4 separate regions of the Mus musculus genome follow, and all the other regions are linked to region 1. The links are chromatin contacts, called in public Hi-C and promoter capture Hi-C maps. All regions are on one chromosome and are shown on one strand. Each heading gives the region's core, a stretch centred on a gene start, on an enhancer-like site or on the middle of the called end of the contact. The rest is flanking DNA. Distances are from core to core; before and after follow the strand shown.

Evidence for each region. Promoter capture Hi-C pulls out the DNA fragments that hold promoters and counts their contacts. A called contact is a pair of places that touch in the nucleus more often than the background predicts.
Region 2: a Hi-C map of epidermal suprabasal cells shows a contact between it and region 1, with 3 times the contacts expected there. The contact joins the enhancer-like site here to the promoter of Slc25a48 in region 1. A contact is called at or near these places in 3 of 39 promoter capture datasets (embryonic stem cells and stem cell-derived epiblast-like cells), 1 of 484 Hi-C or Micro-C datasets (epidermal suprabasal cells), 4 of 115 datasets of contacts at active chromatin or transcription factors (the 230-238 cell line, embryonic stem cells and pancreatic cancer cells) and 1 of 9 other capture datasets (embryonic stem cells).
Region 3: a contact with region 1 is called in a promoter capture Hi-C map of hippocampal neurons, with 3 times the contacts expected there. The contact joins the enhancer-like site here to the promoter of Slc25a48 in region 1. A contact is called at or near these places in 4 of 39 promoter capture datasets (the 3T3-L1 cell line, hippocampal neurons, pre-B cells and 1 more), 1 of 115 datasets of contacts at active chromatin or transcription factors (pancreatic cancer cells) and 1 of 9 other capture datasets (adipose tissue).
Region 4: a contact with region 1 is called in a promoter capture Hi-C map of liver, with 5 times the contacts expected there. The contact joins the enhancer-like site here to the promoter of Slc25a48 in region 1. A contact is called at or near these places in 7 of 39 promoter capture datasets (the 3T3-L1 cell line, embryonic stem cells, hippocampal neurons and 3 more), 1 of 484 Hi-C or Micro-C datasets (embryonic stem cells), 1 of 115 datasets of contacts at active chromatin or transcription factors (embryonic stem cells) and 1 of 9 other capture datasets (liver).

Annotation. Positions count from the first base shown.
Region 1 is chr13:56,435,772-56,440,577 of GRCm38.p6, forward strand. It overlaps Slc25a48 (solute carrier family 25, member 48), which reads left to right and starts at 2,584. Exons shown (of 8, transcript NM_177809.4): 1 at 2,584-2,764. The coding sequence starts at 2,719.
Region 2 is chr13:55,990,162-55,994,967 of GRCm38.p6, forward strand. No RefSeq gene overlaps it. Among named protein-coding and RNA genes, the nearest start is that of Gm31542, 82 kb to the left of the region's middle. Within about 2 kb of position 2,725, at least 37 of the 459 cell types and tissues checked have an H3K27ac peak or open chromatin away from gene starts, as enhancers often do. A contact at or near this core is called in epidermal suprabasal cells and pancreatic cancer cells, where this site is marked.
Region 3 is chr13:56,803,661-56,808,466 of GRCm38.p6, forward strand. Trpc7 (transient receptor potential cation channel, subfamily C, member 7) reads right to left here. Exons shown (of 12, transcript NM_012035.3): 7 at 853-1,117. Among named protein-coding and RNA genes, the nearest start is that of Gm52066, 40 kb to the left of the region's middle. Within about 2 kb of position 2,386, at least 37 of the 459 cell types and tissues checked have an H3K27ac peak or open chromatin away from gene starts, as enhancers often do. A contact at or near this core is called in hippocampal neurons, where this site is marked.
Region 4 is chr13:56,744,702-56,749,507 of GRCm38.p6, forward strand. No RefSeq gene overlaps it. Among named protein-coding and RNA genes, the nearest start is that of Gm45623, 6.7 kb to the right of the region's middle. Within about 2 kb of position 2,955, at least 28 of the 459 cell types and tissues checked have an H3K27ac peak or open chromatin away from gene starts, as enhancers often do. A contact at or near this core is called in liver, where this site is marked.

The DNA.
Region 1 (4,806 bases), core at 1,334-3,833:
AGGACAGCTTAGATTCGGACAGCAGCACTGCTGCCCCCTAGAAGCAAATCCAGGAAGGGCAACAGCTTTGTTCCCTGTCCTGGAACAGTGTTCTGCTGGGTCCCACTGCCCACTAAGGGCCTGCTCCACACTGCCACATGATGTAGGGTTCTCTCAGTCCTTCTTGTGATGTGTTTCAAGGACAGGCTCATGCATGCAATCAGAACATTGGCAATCAAAACAGCAGTACCCTGGGCCAGGGAGGGCCGTCTTATCTGCTAGCAATGCTGCCTGCCAACTCAAGACCACCCTAATAACACTGACACAGGACTGAGGAGCTGGCCGTCTGCCTGGAAGTACTAGGTGGTCCCGCAAGAATGGCTTTGGGATCTGGCTGGCTTCACATTGGATGTACTCCAACAGTAAACTCCCCAAAGATTCCAGGCCCCGATCATGGGCATAGCGGAGTACAGCATGAAGCCTAGTGCTGGTGATGACTGTGTGGCTGAATGGGTCACTATGTGCATATGAAGGGAGCTCAGCTATGGGCTGTGGCTTTTCCCTCCTCTGTAGGACATTACAAGACTCCCCTTGCCAACCTGTGCTTCATGCTCTATCCTGCACTCAGAGGGGTGGCTTTGGCTCTAGAATTTAAAAATGAACTCTGTACATATGCCATGGAGGAAGGAGACAGGGCTACAGGAGGATGCTGAGCCTCACTCCTCAGCAGACCCTATAGCAGGACTCAGTGGTCAGAGTCTTGCCTTGGGAGGAGAAGCCTGGCCAGTTGCTCCTATACATTGACCCAAAAGTGCCACCCTAGGACAAGAGCAGGCCAAGCAGAGGCACTTCCTATAGGCAGTACCATGACTCCTGTTACCCTTAGGGCTGTGGCTGGGACCCCAAGCTGCATCCTCGCTGGGAGTTAGCTGGACACCCCTGAACACAGGGTCACCCACAGACACAGGGGAAGGCAGGACATTCCTAATGGAACCTAAAGGTGCCTCATGTGGCCAGCCTGGATGTCCCTGGACTGCAGCTGGGGGCTTTGCTGGGAGTGTGGTCTGCTTACAGAGGGAATCTAAGGCAGAGAGGACCATCTTTTGGCTGCAGCAGTGTGGGTTGAGCCAAAATCTGGTGGGGGATCTCCTGCCACTGAAACCCCCAGCTATGCCTGAAAGAGACTTTGCACCACCAGGTTCTCTGAGCACAGGGCTCTGAGAGGGCGTGGCTAGAGGAAGGGCCACAGTTGACAGGAATTACCTTGCCAGGTCAGCACAGAGCGACACTAACCCCCACCAAGTGTCATCTCAGGAGGGGGATGGAGCAGCAGTGGCTCAATGTGTGTATGTGCATGCATGTGTATGTATGTGTGCTGTGAATGTGTATGTGTGCTTATGTATATGTATGTACATGTATGCATGCACACATGTGTATGTATGTGCATGTATGTGTTTGCATGCATATATATGTGTGTGCACACATGTATGTGCTTGTGTGTATATATTTATATGTGTGCATGCACACCTGTGTGAGTTGTGTACAGGTATATCTATGTATGTGTGTGCATGTGAGTGTATATGTGTGTGCACGCATGTATGTGCATATGAGAGAGACAGTGTGTGTGTGTGTGTGTGTATGTGTGGAGAACCTTAAGTCTCCTATGCTGTTTCCCACTAAGCTGTCAAGTGCTCCTCCTGTCTATGAGGACCCCCCCCCCCCCACTCAACTCTGAAGTTCCAGGCACCCAACCATGTCAGGCATTTGTATGGGCTCTGGGACCCCAAACTCAGGTCCTCATGCGTGCACAGCAGGTGAACTTTCCACTAACCCATCTCCCCAAACTGTTGTGGATAGCCCTGGGGATAATTATATTTGATATTAATTCTGGTCTCCTGTGAGTGGATGGGAACAAGGAATGAGTCAGCCAGCACTCAGGTGGTTTCCTGTAAACCTGCTTCCCACCTTAATTTGTAAAATAAAGGCGAGCTGCTGATTGGGCAGATAAAAGGGAAGGTGGAGTGGAAGATGAGGAGAGAGAAGGAGGAGAAAATGGAAGGTGAAGAGCAGAAGCACATGGCCTGGAGAAACCTCAAGTTCTAAGGGGTCTCATAAACTGTGGAAGATGGTAGTGGAGTGGTAGATCTGCCCAATCTAGGCGCACAGCATGTATTCATATTAACTGAGTCATGTTTTCATTGCCCGGGCATATTTGGGAGGAGATTTACTGCAACACCAAACCTTCCGTTAGTAAGTGCAGGACTGTTTGCTTTAACACAGGTGAGTCTTCCAGGTGAGTTCTATTGCAGGCAACATTTGGTGGTTGTAAAGCGTCCGTCCCTCTTTCCGTCTTTTGATGAACTTTGCAAACTGTTAAACAGGGACCGGTTCCTCTGGCTGGCGCTTCCACCTGAAGACTCAGAAGCTGTACTGTTGGGGAGAGAGTAGTGTCAAGAAGAACCAAAGGAATTCCCCTAAGAGACTGGGGCCCCGCCTCCTGGATCACACCTTGTCGAAGTGCTGTGCCTTTAAGGTCTTTTGGGGGCGGGTTGTCAGCCACCCGCCCTCATTCGCTGACAGCCCGAGCGCGGGTGGCTGGAACTCGGAGTTTAGAGAAGAACTTGCAGGGTGACGGAGTCGCGCCTCTGCTGTGTTCCTGATCCGGTGGGGCCATGCCCGACACACACTGAGCGCGTGTAGCGCCGGCTGCGGGAGGGCGAGGCGCACGCCGTGTCGGTCATGGGCAGCTTCCAGCTGGAAGACTTTGTGGCAGGCTGGATCGGAGGTGAGTTTGCTTGCGAAAGACCACCCCCACCCCCGCACCACAGGGCAAACTGCCCGGCGGCGCCAAGCCAGCTGTTCGCACCCAGTGTGCTCAGTGCTTTGCATTGCCCATCCAGGAGTGAGCTACGCCTGTAGCACCGGGTGTCCCTAGCCCAGTCCGCTTGGCTGGTCCTGAGTTCCCTCCTAATTTGTGAAGCCAAGCTCTTTAAGAGTCACATCGATTTTCTCGAGCTTCTGATTTGCCTCAACTTAGGCTCCAACGTAACTCGGGTCCCATAATGATTAAACCGCTGGTCAGGGCAGACAACCAATGGAGTCACCCAAATATGCGCACACCCTTCAGTGACCGGGGGCATACCTGAGTTGGTGACATCTCCAAGTTACTAGCGCTTGGGTTAGCGCTTGGTTTGGCAGCTGAAATCCGGGTCTCAGGGCGGCCAAGAACTTGGACTTCAAGATCAGGTTGTCTTAAGGGCATTGATCCTGAAGGGAGCGGAGCCCGCAGGGTAGGAAGTCGAGCGCTGTGGTGTAGTGGCTCGCGACACTACAGCTGAGAGGAATCCCTCTGGTTTGGCCGCCTTCAGCACCCCCATCTTTAGCTCTTCTGAACTTTTTGGTACCCCACCCCAACCCCTCAGCTGTTGCTAGGTTCACCACCAAGCCGGAGTAGTTAACAAAAGTAAAGTTTCTGAATAAAGTCCAGCTGGAGCTTGCTGTGTCCTGAGGTCTCTCTCTGTCAAGTCAGAGGCTGAGAGCCTGAGTCTCTGCCTCAGGCTCCCTGCAAAGCCGGTCTCATAGCCAGTCACCTGCAACCCATGGACAGGATGCTTAGCAGGTTCCAGGTAGGCTGAAGTACCTGTGCTGTGTCTTCCAAGGTTTGTATTCTCCATTAAAAAATGCCTCCAGCTCAAGTGTATGATTTGATGATTTTTAGTAACTCCATCAAGAGGTAAAACACCCCTCTAAGCTGCAGAGTATTTTTATGCCTCATCTTCCCCGTGAGTCACAGTTGTGCCCCTGCCTCTCAGAACAGCCACTGTCCTCTACATTTGCTTTTCTTGGCTATTGTGTATTGAATCCTGCATCCCGTGCCCTTTGCTCCGCTTATGCGTATTTCTCTCATTACATAGCAACCCCAACGAAGTAGGTGCCTTTACAGCCTTATTCAGCAGATAGGAAATGGAAATATAGAAGAAATTGGTGACTTTCCTAAGGTGAGCATCTGCAGGCACTAGGACTCTAATCCAGGCAACAGGGCACCAAGGGTTTGCCTAGGGCCTTGAAAGTCCTTGAAAGTCCTTGAACCCCCAAACTTGCCTATAGCAGTTGTCTTTCTTAATGACACTGTGCAACAAAATTTCACTACAATATCCTCCACATTTGTTTGAAGCTCAGCAGACTTTCCAAGCTTCGGAAACTACTGCCTTAGTACCCTCCCTTTTACTTTGCACCCCTGATTTCAGGTAGGTGGTAAGGGTGAACAGGGAGGTGCCTGTCTGCAGCTGACTCTGAGCTACTTCTCCAGATGTGGGGATACCTGCCCTGCTCTAGGCAGGGAGACGAGGTACCCTAAGAGCTGAGCCCCTCCCTCCCTGCTGGACAGAGTGAGGATTTGCCTGCTTCTATTCACCTCTGGGCTGCCAAGTTCACGGAGTGTGGAGGGTGAAGAAGACAGAAGGTTCTAGACCAAGCAACAAGTGTCCTTGTTGCCTGGCTTGTTAAACTCACGTCTGATGGCAGAGTTGTCATCCGTGTGGTAGGGGAATTGGTCATGGAGAAAGAGCCCTGTGTGACTGTCGGTTGCTGAGCACCACAGAGGCTTCTTAACCTAGGTCTGGGACTGTTTTACACCAGTATGTGTGTAGCCAAGTGTTTTGTCTGTCTGTCTGTCCCTCTCTCTTTCTCTCTGTCTGTCTGTCTCTCTCTGTCTCTCTCTGCCTCTGTCTCTCTCTATTTGCTTCTCTGTCTGACTGTCTCTTTGTCTCTGTCTGTCTGTCTGTCTGTCTCTCTCTCTCTCTGTCTCCCCCTTACACTCCTGCTTTG
Region 2 (4,806 bases), core at 1,475-3,974, 450 kb before region 1:
AAATAACTTAAGTATGAGGTCCCTTTGTTGTCTCCCTTTCTTAGAGAAGGGAAACTGAGACCTTGGGAGATTAACTTGGGCAATGCTTCAGATGAGAGGTAAATAATGCCATCTGCCCATTTCTGGCACCTGCTGAAGCTGTCTCAGAAGCAGGCCCAGCCCAGCCCTGGCTATGAGCATCGTAGGAGGAAGAAATCACACCCACCCCTTCTGGCTTGATCCTGTCCATCTGCCCATTTCTAGACTTGCAGGAGGCATGTGGACGTGTGGTACTCACTTCATATCTCAGTGAGCATCGCTCCTGTGTGACTGGACAGTGGCGTCTGGTCTGGCTGATAGATGCGGTTCATTCAGCAAGGGGGTGGGTGCTTGGACGCATGTCACTTAACCCACTGACACACATCTGTTCCTGTTGCTCCCTGGCATATAGGGCAAACGGCTCATGAAGCAGAAAGGAGGGAATGTGTGGTCTACCGGCCTTGGGGTGGGAACATGTCAGGCCCTGTTGACTTGTCTCTGAAGGACCTTCTTGCACACCTACAGAGGGGACTCTGGTTTTAACCACCAGACTCCAGTCACCAGGACTGTCTCTTAGTAGGGCAGTTTCCCCCTAGAGAACAGTACTGTTGAAGGCTGGCCTCAGGGCGGGCACTGTGCTGAGACTGTGAGGGAACAGAGTAGGCAGGTGACTGGCTGTGGTCACGTAGCTGGGTCTAAATAGCGCACACTTACACTCTGGTGCCTGGGAAGGAAGGGCTGAGGCAGGAGGCTGAGGTAGAGATCTGGGGGTGTGGTAAGAGGTTGGGAAGGAGTTGGACAGTTGTGGAGTAAGACAGGAAGTGGCAAGGCAGGAGGCTGGGAGTGCTGGGAGGCTAGGTCCAGAGTGTCAAAGACTTCATCCAGGCGTGTATAGTGGGATTTGACAAATAGGTCTCCAGTGGAAAAATGGGAGAGAGGGCGAAACAAAACAGGGTGAAGTACAATAACGCCCCAATTTGAAGCGCTTGCTTTGCGTGTGTGATGTTACTATTCACATCATGGCTGCGGCTGACTGGAAGTATCTTGAAGGGGAAGAAGACTGACTGCCAGGTGTCGTGAGTGGCAGGACAGCGTTCGGATGGCCCCTGATCGATCGGGCTGCCCTGACTCTGGACTGCAGGGTGCTGCAGGACACCGAGAACAGGGGTGTCAGGACGGAGGTAGAATGACGAGAGCATATCTGTCTACTCTTGGGGACAGTTGACGCCGAGCCAGGGCTTTGTGTACTTGGCAATGCGAACATCTTTCTGTCTGCGGTGTCTGAAAGCACGTTTCTCAGTGAGAAGCTTTTGCAAGCAAAGACCTTGGAGCTCCCAGCCCACTTTGCCCTCTGAGGTCAGGCTGGACCTAGATTGGTTTCAGATGGGAGCCTTTCCTTGCAGATGTCCAGTCCAACGAGTTAAAAACAGCATATATTCCCCTAAGAAATAATCTAGGAATATTTAGTTGGAAATGTCTTTCTCTTTCTTGGAAAGAAATGTGGTTGGGATTTTAGGACCAAGAGGCTCACAGAGCATACCAGGGTGCGTTCATCCATCCGCCCTTCCAGGACAGCTTTGGACCCGCAGGGAAACAGCCTGGGCTTCTTACCTTGCTCCATACAGAGCATCAGCCTGGCCCCATGGCTCTGCTGGTCCACACTAAGGACAACGGGTGACCTTGGCTCTTGTTCCTTTTGATTTTAATGCCAATGAGCCTTGGCACACAACTATCATTGTAGCTTTTTGGACGTCGTACCTGGTGCATCGTGCTAACTTACAGGGCATGGGGCTCTGGGCTGTTTTCTCGCTTGGGTCCTGGCTGAGAATGGACAAGGGATAGGCAGGGCAGTACCCTCTCTTAAGCCAGACTGCGGAAACCTTCTGGCCAGATGTCTGGCTCAACCTCAGCCTACCTGGGCCCTGGGCTTCTGTGGCTTTGGTGACTTCTAAAACCCTGCCTGCTCCATCCCCCAGGACTGGACTGAGGCCCAAGATCACCTATGATGCACTTCCCTCCCTATAGGGGTAAGACCTGCCCCTGAGTCTCTGCCAGTGCCCACAGGTTGATTGGTGGCTTTTCCACTTGTCTGGCCTCGTTTGCCTCACCCTGCCCTGCCCAGGGAGAGGGATTGCTGATTTGGGCAAGGTCTCTCCTTCTGGAGCTTCCTGGAAGGCCCTGAGTGGGAAGAAAGGGTGAGGTGAGGTCCGAGTTCTCTCTTAGGAAGGGAAACACTTGCCCGGCCCTGTGGGTTACCAGGCCCATAGCAGCCACAGGCAAGTTTCTGCTGAGAAACAATGAATGGTCCCTGAGAAAACCTAAAAACTCAGTTTGTAAGAACTAAGTTGGGAAGTTGCCCATGTTCTCTTATGTGTAGACACCAACTGTGTGTAGTCACTAGAGAAGAGCAGAGACTTCCCTAACTCACGGTGAGTTGGTGGCAGAGAGGAATATCAGATCTTGGTCCCCTAGCCAGTGTGTTCAGGTCCCAGGACTTTCTGTGGTCCAAACAGAGGCCTCCGGATAGGACAGCTTATGAAAGCCACACTGTCGTACTGTCAGACCTGTGTCCCTTTCAGGAACACCCCACCACACGCAGCCGCTAATATTCAAGTACGAGGCATGTGCCGGTGTGGAGACCTGCCCTGGGTGGGGCTCACAAAAACATCCCGAGTCCACTCCAGACCTGGTGCCAAGTTGTACGAGAGTCATGTGGCTGTGGTTGTGCTAGTTGTCTCCCTTCATGAGGCAGAGTGACTCAGCAGGAAGAGGTGCCAGGGGAGGCCAAGATGGCAGGCCCTAGGCCTGGAGGAGGTTGTGGAGGTTCTGTTACACCCACTAAGGTACACAGAGGAGGCAGAGGCAGCGTGAACAGAATATGACTGAGTAGCTAGAGCCAGAGTTGGGGTAGAGCAAGGTGGGATTGGGTGGGCTGACTCTACATGACTTCTAATATCCTGGAGAGAGGACTGGCTTGGGACAGTGGCCCCAGGAAGGACCACCAGGCTTAGTCAGTGTCCCTGTATGGGTCCCTCAGATCTGCAGGGAGCTGTCTGCTTTACTGCAGAGGGCATGGCTCAGGAATGTGGAGCACCCTGCTGGCTGGATGAGGGCAAGTATCTGGGCTTCCCTCTGAGTCTCATGGCTGCCCATCTGCCAGTTGGGAATGGCATCTTATAATTGGTGACCTTGTCAGAGGAGGGAGGGAATGAAGGAGGATGCTTAATGAGGGGCATAGCGTGTGAGGTCACTTGTCCCTACGCTAGTGAGTCCCATAGCCGGTCTCTAACCTTCTCCCACAGTCTCCAAGTCAAAGCCTCATCTCTCACCTGACAGAGACCCTATGTGGTCAGGGATGTCATTTAAAGGGCTGGGTCGCATGTCTTCTCTCTCAGCCTTCTGGCTTAGAGTCCTGGGAACACAGGGTAGGTGCCTAAGCAGCCTGCACACACCTCTCACTTCTAAACCTTTCTCGTTAGTTACCGTCAGTCTGCTTCTCAGAGAACAAATAGAAGAGATATGAAAAAATATGGCGGCTAGCTAAGATGTAGATGGATGCTGAACTGGCTTTTTCATCAGGAGTTGAGCCATGCTGAGGCAGATGTGGAAAAGCCCCTCTTCCCCTGGGGACCCAGGCTCTTGGTGTCCTAGAGCTGGAAATCAGGCCTGCCATCAAAACATTGGCCCCGTGCATCGCGGAAGACTCCTGGACTCGGGCAAGGCACATGCATGCATGCTGGAAGCCATGTCCTGCAGGCCTGGGGTAGGGGGCCATTCTCCACCTACTCTCACACCAAGGCATTAGGTCGCTCTGTGACTGGCTCAAGGTCTAGTTCCAGCCTGTTTCTCTCTGTGTGAGCCAGGCCCTGGGGCTGGACTGTCTGCTGCCCCTGGCTTTGCCTGGGTGTCCATAACTCTGTCCTAGAACCTTTTACCTGAGTGCTGAGTAGAGATGGACAGACGGACAGTGCTTTCTCAACATACCCAGCTTCCCTCCTTGGAGATCATCCTTGGCAGAAGGGATTGTGCCAGGTTAGAGTGTGTTTATGTGTGTTTACATATGTAGGCATGTGTGTGCAACCTTGGAGGCTAATGGCTGACTGGAAGTCCACGTGGGGAGATGTCTACGCTTCATTTTCCTAGCTGGAGTTTCAGAGAGAACTCAGTGTATAGAACGGACAAGGAAGGTCCTTCCTCTTCTCAACTACCACTCTGCTAGGCACATGCAGGAAACAGCTGAGGGAGGTACAAGAGCAAAGGAGCCGTAGGGTCTATAGACTGGGGAACTGATCTCAGAGAGTCCATTAAGCCTGTGGTTTTGCTAGAGATCTGTTTGGAGGTAGGTGATGGGAGATGACCCACCCAAACCCTTGCTAACCCAAATGAGGCACCAGCCTCACAGGAGAGATGTTGCTGTCACCCCTAGCATGGGGCCGGCCCAGGATGAGTGCCTGGGCAGGATGCCCAGGTCAGCCCTGCTGCAGAGCTCTGTACCCTCTGGCAGCCACCCAGCTGAGTGGCCCAAGGTTTAGAAGTTCCCCATAAAACAGAAATCATGGCACTCTTGTCCATATTTGCAAGGAAAATAAACCCCACACTGAAGAGAGTGAATCTAATGTCCTTAAGTGTAAGTTTTTCACCCGTAAATGTTTTTAATTAAACCTTTGGCACCCATTCTGCCTGGAGAGCCAGGGTGGATGGCAGAACTACAGGACCATTTGAAACGTGTGAATCTAGCGAGATGATCCATGAGCCCATGGCAGCAATTGGAACTTTTTAATGACTCTG
Region 3 (4,806 bases), core at 1,136-3,635, 370 kb after region 1:
TGCATGTTGGCCTATGGGGTTTGTCAGGTTCTGTTCCTATGTAATCTAGGTGGAATGTATTGCTGTAATAATCATAATGGCCGCCCACCTTTTATTGTGTACTTTCTGGGTCACCCCATCTCGCACTATTGTCATGATGTCATTGTTACTCCTTGTGATGGTTTGAATGAAAAATGTCCCTTCAAAGGCTTAGCTGGTCACAGTTGGTGGCATTGTGTGAGGCAGTGCTGTAGGAAGGAAGCTACCTGCTGAAGGAAGTATATCACTGGGGGTGGGCTTTGAGAGTCCACAGCCCCACCCTCCTTCTAGTTTTCTCTTTTTCCACTTCCTGTTCGTGGTTGAAGATGTGATGTCTTAGTTTACTGATCCATCTGCCTGAAACCACGTTTCTCCTGCCATTATGGCCGCCCCTCCAACTTGAAACTGTAAACCCAAATAAACCCACTGTTTCTGCCTTAATTTGTTCTTGTTCCTGGTAGCTTATCACAGTAACAGAAAAGCAACGGATCCATCCCCATTTCAAAACTGCAGAAAGGGCTGGGTATGGGTGGCTTATGTTTTTTTAATGTCAGTACTCAGGAGGCAGAGGCAGGTAGATCTCTGAGTTCAAGGCTAACCTCATCTGCATCATCCTTTGCAGGCTAGCCTTAGCTACATAGTGGCAAAGTGGGGGATTTAAGTCCTTTGTTCTTCTAATGTCAGAACCTAAACCTTAAAACAATGAGAGCAAAACTCACACCAACCTCAAGGAGGCCTGAGTTCTGCAATGAACTGCCTGAAGGAGGTCCACAGGGACTCCCCAGATGCCCAGAGATGGCATCTGGGAGGGAGCAGCGTGCAGCGGGTACTCACGTGGTAAACGCTGGGTTGTACTTTGCACCTCGGTAGTAGGAGTACAGGTTGAACATTCCGATCATAAAGGCCACAAATACCATGATAAAAATGACCATGAACTTGAAGATGTCTTTCACAGTTCTTCCCAGGGAGATCTGCAAAGGTCCGAAGCTCTCATTGGCTGGCAGGATGTAGGCGATCCGGGAGAAGCTGAGGACAACCGCAATGGCGTACAGCCCTTCCGAGATGATCTGGGGGTCTGAAGGCCACCACTTATCCCTGGCTGAAAGGAAAGAATCTGTGTTACTTGTGTGTGTGTGTGTGTGTGTGTGTGTGTGTGTGTTACTTGTGTGTGTGTGTGTGTGGGGGGGAACCTGCTCTGGTAGGCATCTTTAAAGACTTGATTTTATTATTTTATGTCTGCATGGGTGCAGTGACCCAAGAAGGGTAGAGGGGCTTCAGAGCCCTTCAAGCAGGAGTTACAAGTGGTTGTGAGCCATCTGAAGGGGTGCTGGAACTTGGTCCTTTTGCAGAGCAGCAAGCGTTCTGTACTGCTGAGCAATCTCTCTGCCCGTTAGGCACAGGTAGCATTCTCGGTTGTCCTCTCTGCCTTTGGGTAATCCTAGCACACGAGATGCCATTCTTTTGGAATGAACTGTCTCTCCTGCTCAGAACTTAACTTCAGATCTGACTCATTCCCAGCCATCCTTCATGATTCAGTTTAGGAGTGATCTCTTTCCAGAAGCTGCCCTTAACTCCAGCAGTCTGGGTGGGGTTCCTGGTCTCCCGTGAGCTCCTGTGGTGTCCCGTGTATATCCATTCTGACAAAGGCTGCAGGGCTAACCATCACATTCCCCTCCTCCATGCACAGGAGCTGAGCCCCACACTGGGGAAGCATGAGGAGGCAGTAGAGACCAGCATGGGCTGGACTCAGTCAACTGGGTTTTCTGAGCCACACTGTCCCTGTGTGTGATCACGGCAGACAATCTCACTAGCCTTGAATGACTTTGACTGTTAAGCCACACATGCCAAGAGCTTGGGGCAGGGTCTGTGCAGAGCAGGCACGGATAAATGCCTGTGAAGTGGCTGAACAGACTTCGAACCACATGTTCAGATAGCCACAAGCCAGAACAAATCAGTTTCCGGGGACCAGGAATCTGAAGGGTCTGCCTGTGAACATAATCTTGCTCTGTCCCTCCCTTCACCCCAAAAGTATATGCTGGCAGCCTTTCTCACTGACTGAGTGAGGGTCTCAAAGGGGGTGACCAGCCACACAGCCTTGCCACAGCACTATTGGAGGGACAATGTTGGTGTTTACTGGTGAGTCCTGTGGCCCGAGCTGCCTTACAAGAATCGCTATAGCTGAGTGAGCCTCTACTGGGCCTTACCACAGGCCTACTGTCTAAGGAACAGCACTCAGCCTGGCTCCTAGGTGTCAGGACAAACAGTACGTCTCAGGCGAGGGCCGTTACCTCCCTCCTGGACAGTGCTGGTGCCTGCTTCTCAGTGTCTGGGCAAGAGTACTCCCCAGATGCTGAACATCCTCTATCGCCCCAGACTGCACCACGCGGTACAAACTGCCCTGCTGACAAAGCCAGCAGCATCCCCGTTGAGAACTGCTGAACGAAGCTTAAATGAAAAACATTGAGAAACTTAAATTAGCCCGCACACTAAATTAGCTGTGATTTTCACAACAGCCCCGTAGAGCAGGCATTACTGTTGCCATTTTAAAGATTGGATTTGGGGGTATGGGGCCCTTTTCTGAGCCAGTAAGTGCAAATAGAGAGCCTATTACAAGGCGATTCTTGGCACCCCACGGGAGATGGAGGGGGGAAGGAACTTTATTCTTTATTTTCAAAGCTAGGCTCTCTGTTAAATTAATTATAATAGAGAGAAACCTTTAGTAAGGGAAGCTGTGCCGACAGTTTAATGTAGCGCATTCCAAATTACATTTGGAATGCAATAACACAGATTTTAAGTTCTTACCAAAGTCAGAATTCAGAAACCCATGAAAGACAAAGTATGTATTTTCTAAAATACCTGCTGCTCTCTATGGATAAATAACACATACATTTCACATGAAATCATGAAATGTTTCTATTAAACAGGCACTAAAATGAGTTCCTGTCTTAATGTCACCTACAATTCTCCACCTTCCATCTCAGCTGTAACAGAAAAAGCTGCTCCGAGGTAGCTGTAGTTTCTGGAACTATGTTCCTGGAGGCCGAGGTTGGACTTCCGGTGCAGATGACTCTGCCTGAACCAGCTTGTCACAGCTGGGTGGGCATAAAACAAACGGCACTGCGTGATTCACACAAAGGGATGTTCATCTTGGAGCTGTTTCCATCAGAAAAGAAGTCTTTTCACACAACCTGAACCCACCTCTCTTCCAGCCTACGTTTTTGATACTGAACTGGTTGCACGGCTCGCCGGCAAGGCTCGCCACAAGAGGGCGCTCGGCCCCCATAGCTGGAGCTCATGCGCGCAGCAAGAGCTCCGGAACATTTCCAAGCGCCCAAGGTGAACCGGAAAAGGCAAGGACAGTATTGTGCTGTGGGCTGAGCTGGGACCGAATACAACTCACAGGGGAATAGAAGTCAACATAGAACAATGCTGCAGCCTGCATCGTGACATTAAGGAGAGTGCGCCCATCTTTCCACGAGACGCCAAAGCAGCATAGACCGGAAAACATACATGATTCAAGAAAACCCTGCATTTGTTAGCCAGCAAATGTTGGGAGCAAGGGGCAGGAAGCAGTGGTTGTGACAGGAGCTTGCTCATCTTTTACCACATTTGCGTTACGTGGACAGTTCGCTAAAGGTCATGGCCGTACCCCGCCATTCTGTGGTTAGAAGGGCCATTTGTTTTTATCTACCAGGAGGGACATTTGACATTCAACCCCTTTAAAATATGTGACAGTAATTAATACTTACTAAGCAGCAATCACCTCCGCCCCCTACCCCTAATCCCCCACTACCTCCACCCCTTCCACTTCGACCTCCATCCCCCTACCCCCAACTCCTCCACTACCTCTACCACCCCCCTCCACCCCATCCTTACCCCACCTCCTCCACCACCACCTCCACTACCACCTCCACCCCACCCCTAATTCCCAAACCTCCTCCCTCCTCCCCTCCCCTGCTCCCCCCCCCAAAATCTCCAAGCCTTCCCTCCTCACCCTGTTATCATTCTCTTTTACAACACGGGAGTACAGTGAATGAGGTTTTTAAAAAAAGAGGTAGTATTGATAATAACTGTTACCACCTAGTGAACTTTTACTATGATCATGGATAATGCACACATCTTCAATCTGCATCATTTTTATTTAACCCAAAACAAACCTTTTGACTTAAGAGTTTTTTTTTAAAAAACAAAACAAAAAAATGACTTAAGAGATTTTAATCCTCATCTTACACATGAGAAGTGGACACACAAAAGTTAACTAAACAAAAATAGAAAGTAAAGTATGGAGCTAGACTTGACTCCAGATCTCTCTAATTTTAAAGGTTTGGAACAAAATTAGCTAACTGGGGGCTGCAGAGATGGCTTGGTGGTTAAGAGCGCTGCTCTTCCAGAGGCCCCAGGTTCAATTCCCAGCCTTCACATGATGGCTCTGAACCTCTGCTAGGACCAGGTATGCATGTGGGTGCACAGACGTACATGTATGTAAACAGCCATACACAAAAATAAAAGAAAAATATAGGCTATGATTTTTCAATTAATTGAGGGCCAGGATTTTCTCTTATATAAAATAATATTGTGCTTCTGGTAACATCATAAGAGCCCTACTGGGGTAGGCTAGAGAGACAGACAAAGGAAGACAGAAAAAAGACAAAGGAAGGTAAAAGACCCCTTCCCTGTGGGGTCTAGTTAAACTCTGAGTCAAGAACCCCAGAACAATTAGCACAGGAGGAATGCCAACAGACGGCCATACGCCCGGAATCTGGTAGAAGGGACTGTGGGGAACACACA
Region 4 (4,806 bases), core at 1,705-4,204, 310 kb after region 1:
CTGTCTCTGCCCACCAGCCCTGGGTGTCACACACACACACACACACACACACACACACCATGGGATCCATCTGTCTCTGCCCACCAGCCCTGGGTATCACACACACACACACACACATATACACACACACACCATGGGATCCATCTGTCTCTGCCCACCAGCCCTGGGTATCACTCACACACACACACACACACACACACACACACACACACACACACACCATGGGATCCATCTGTCTCTGCCCACCAGCCCTGGGTATCACTCACACACACACACACACACACACACACACCCACACACACACACACACACCATGGGATCCATCTGTCTCTGCCCACCAGCCCTGGGTGTCACACACACACACACACACACACACACACACACACACACCATGGGATCCATCTGTCTCTGCCCACCAGCCCTGGGTATCACTCACACACACACACACACACACACACACACACACACACCATGGGATCCATCTGTCTCTGCCCACCAGCCCTGGGTGTCACACACACACACACACACACACACACACCATGGGATCCATCTGTCTCTGCCCACCAGCCCTGGGTATCTCACACACACACACACACACACACACACACACACACACACACCATGGGATCCATCTGTCTCTGCCCACCAGCCCTGGGTATCACTCACACACACACACACACACACACACACACACACACCATGGGATCCATCTGTCTCTGCCCACCAGCCCTGGGTGTCACACACACACACACACACACACACACACACACACACACACACACACACATGGGATCCATCTGTCTCTGCCCACCAGCCCTGGGTGTCACACACACACACACACACACACACACACACCATGGGATCCATCTGTCTCTGCCCACCAGCCCTGGGTGTCACACACACACACACACACACACACACACACACACACACACACACACCATGGGATCCATCTGTCTCTGCCCACCAGCCCTGGGTATCTCTTACACACACACACACACACACACGGCTTTGTGTGGGTTCTAAAGATCTGACCTTATCCCTCATATTTGCCTAGTACTTCCCTTACTGTGCCATCATCTTCCAGCCCCAGATTATGAGTGGTGCTCTCTACCTGCTTCTCCCTACTTCCCTTCCTTCCCTCCAAGTCCTCCGACACCACTCTGCTCTCCTTCCAAGCATGGCCTCAGTAATTGTTCCTATATGCTCATATGTATATGCACATACATGTATACTCCCAAACAACCTGCTCACTCAGCCTGTACAATGCCACCTACATGCCTGCCTTCAGGGCTGGCAACCTGGCCCTAGATGACCCATCTGTGCTCCTCTCCAGTAAGACCCTCTTGTGCCTTCAGTATTGCCCGGTTTCCTGTAGTTCCGTGTGTGGGGCTAGGGCCTCTGGGTCTTTCACCTGTCCTCTTTGACATGTCCTTGTCATTTTTCAGCTCCTGTTTAGGTACTCATTCTGGTGAGAGTTTTATGAGTGTAGCAGTTGGTGCAATAACTAAGGAAATGAGTGAGGAGAATTCTCACACCAAAAATCTACCATATGACCCAGCTAGACCACTCCTCCAGGTGTGCCCCAAAGACTCAGCAGATACATGCTCAGCACGTTCATTGGTACTCTCTTTGCAATAGCTAGGAAATAGAAATGACCTAAATGACCTTCAGCTGATGACTGGATGAAGAAAATGTGGTACATAGACACTATGGAAGGCATTCCACTCTGAAGGAAACCAGGAGCTTTCCAAGGAGATGGGTGGAACTAGAAACAGTCATACTGAATAGATAAATCTAGACCCAGAAGTAGAAATGTCACATTTCACTCTTATTTGAGGCTCCTGGTTCCAGATCTTCAGCTAGAGCATATACTGGAGTAACTGTAGAAACCAGGAAAGTAAAGGGGGGGGCATTGACATTGTTGGGGGAGCAATAGGGAGAGAAACAGGTGCAAGTGATCTGATTGTGAAGGCGGTGCTCTGAGAGGGGAGGAAAAAGGGAGATTAAATACAGAAGGAGAGAGGAGACTAAAATAATAGTAAAGACCATACTATTATCTACCTTAGAAACGTATGGCATGTAAACCTGGGTATAACTACATAGTTTAAATAAAATTCTCTCATCTGGGATGCTAGTGCTCTTTCCAAGAGCAAAAGGCCATCTGAGAGCAGCACAATGCAGGAGAGCTGTTCAGGGTTGTCCACGAGACTTCTAGAACATTCCAGGCTATTGCTGTGTCAGCACTTGGGATTTCTGTGATGACAGACCTGCATCCCTGCTGGAGCAGTTCCCAAAAACGATGAAGTCTGCAGTCTGACATGTTGACAGAACACTGAAGTCTGGTCTGATTATAATACTAGGGTTCACCTTCTAAGTTATGTAATGGGGACAATTTTTAGTTAAATTGATTCGAGTTCAACATCATCAGATCTCATCACCCAAATTTCCCAAAGGAAATTCAGTTAAGAAATTAGAGCGGGTAGATCTCTTCTTTCTCATGGAACCCTTGGGCCATGGTATGACAGGTACCTGCAGCTGCTGCCTCGGCAGACCCGACTGTTGCTCGGCTGACCTATAAAGTCAACAGTGCAGCTGGTGTTTCTGCCTGTTGACAGTTGGTGCTCTCTCAGAAAGGGGTGCAGTTTCCTTGATGTGTTTGAAGACAGAAAATCAGAAGAGACATGAACTATTTTAGAGCCCAGGGTTGAATGTGCTCCAATCTGTGTAATCTGCTTTACACCATGAGGGTCCTTCCCCAACTGTTGCGTGTGGGGAAGGCCTTTCATGGCTGGCGCTCATGTGGGCTGCCCCAGAGGACACCTCTAGAACCTAGAAAGTTAAAGTGAAGCTTCTGTGGACGATAAAGAGCGAGAGGACCTGGATAGTGTTTGTGCAGCTCACAGTTGTGTCAACATTAGTTCAGAAGGGTAATTAACAGCAAACATCCCACACTTAATCTCCTCACACGTCTGTGAAGTTTTTCATTAACTTAGAACTGGTTAGGCCACCTGAGTGTTGCCAACAAAGGTGGAGAGAAATGCAAACACAGACGAAATGAACTGGATGCCAGAGAGAATGCTTTGGTGAAATTACCCTGCATCGTCTGCTTAGGGACAGGCAGGACCTTACCTCTGCCCAGTGCTGCACAACTTGGTTCCTTTCCCCAGCCTGTCTCTTCTGACCTTGAGCAACGTAATCCAGCCAATATTTGAGAACGGTTACGTGTCATGCTGTGGATATACAGATAAAATAAATTCTTTTCCTGTTCATTTTCATTCTCAATGGAGGCGGCAGACAAGGGAAATAAAATGTCCGTTCACTGGTAAGTTCTGAGGAGGAAATGGGAAGTGAGTGGGGGCGGGGGGAGTCACAACCGTAGATGTCACAGCCAGGGAAGATCTCAGTGGAAAGCTAAGTTTGGGTTCAAGTCCAGGAAGAGGTGAGGAAGTTGGTTGAACGTTCCCATGCCAGGCCATTGAGAAGGCATGGGAGCGACAGTTCCAAGATCCCTTCTTTCCTGCAGGAAGTAGAGTGTTGGAAGCAAAATTAGGACCATGTACTAATATAAAACTGTGCTCCGTCTCCAAGGGAGAAAATAATAATAATAACTCAAGTGTTACATCCACAGAGACGAGAAAAGCTAGTTGTTAACACTGGATTACCACCTTTGGGGAACAGGCTGCTTGGAGACCCAGTCTATAAGGAAGAGTTTCGACCCCGTATTTTCTAAGATACAGGTTTAAGGCACAAAGTCAATGAATATGCAGAGGCCAACCTCACCTTAAACCCTAGCTGTTTCCCCAGTATAATTAACAAATGCCCACTGGATGCTTGTTTGGTGTCTTTAAAAGAAATGCTAGGCATCGTAGAGGAAGTGGTGAGCAGGGTAGATGTCTTCATATGACTGCACGCACTTGTGGGGGAAGAGACAGGCTAATTACAGTCATGACGTTGCTCTTGCTAGGGACGTAAGAAAGGTGGGAACTGGAGTCTGGAGGTGAGGTCAAAGACACTGAGTTTGAAATGACCACCCTTTCGGAATGTAGAGTGAGGTGAGAAGCCGGAAGCAGACACAGGGAAATGGGCAGCCTGTGCTTTCTGCAGTTCACCCTGTTCAGCCGAGTTCATCTCCCCAATGGCTGGGCTAGCCAAGAATATAACTTATCAGTCTGGGGAGCTCAAACAAGTTCTGACAAAGATTAGAAATCAGAAGTATGGGACGGCATTAGCCAGAGGGAAGAGAAAGCAGCTTAATGCGGAAGGTTCTTAGGGATTAAACGGCGGTTTCAAGTTCAAGAAGAATATGAGGACATGAAGCTGGCTGTGGGCTAGAAGGTTCTAGACCTTGTAGGCAGAGTTAGGATTTTTGTTTTTAATCAGGTGAGAGAGGAGAAGCCGTTAGTGTAAGTAAGCTGGGACTGAAGACAGACGCTGCAATCGGGTAAGTATTACAGTTCTGATTGGAGGTAGATGATAGGCTGTAGGGCAGTGGGGGTGGGGGAATTTGATGGAGTGGACAGGCATTTAGCAGATGACCTCTGCATATGAGCAAAGGACATGGCCACCAGGCTTTTTTATTACCTTGGGCAGTCATATGCTGATGCAGTTAATATTGAAGATCCTGAAGAAACCTTAGATTGAGACGTCTTGAGTTCTCCTACCTGGGTATGGTGGAGAGACGAGCTGCCCCTGACATAGGCGGGCATGCTGGAGAGTGAAGACCTCTACCATCTTGTCCCACAGGAGTGAGAAGACTGCAAATCTCTCGTAGAAAGCAGCCTCTGTCCTACTGTAAGCACTTCT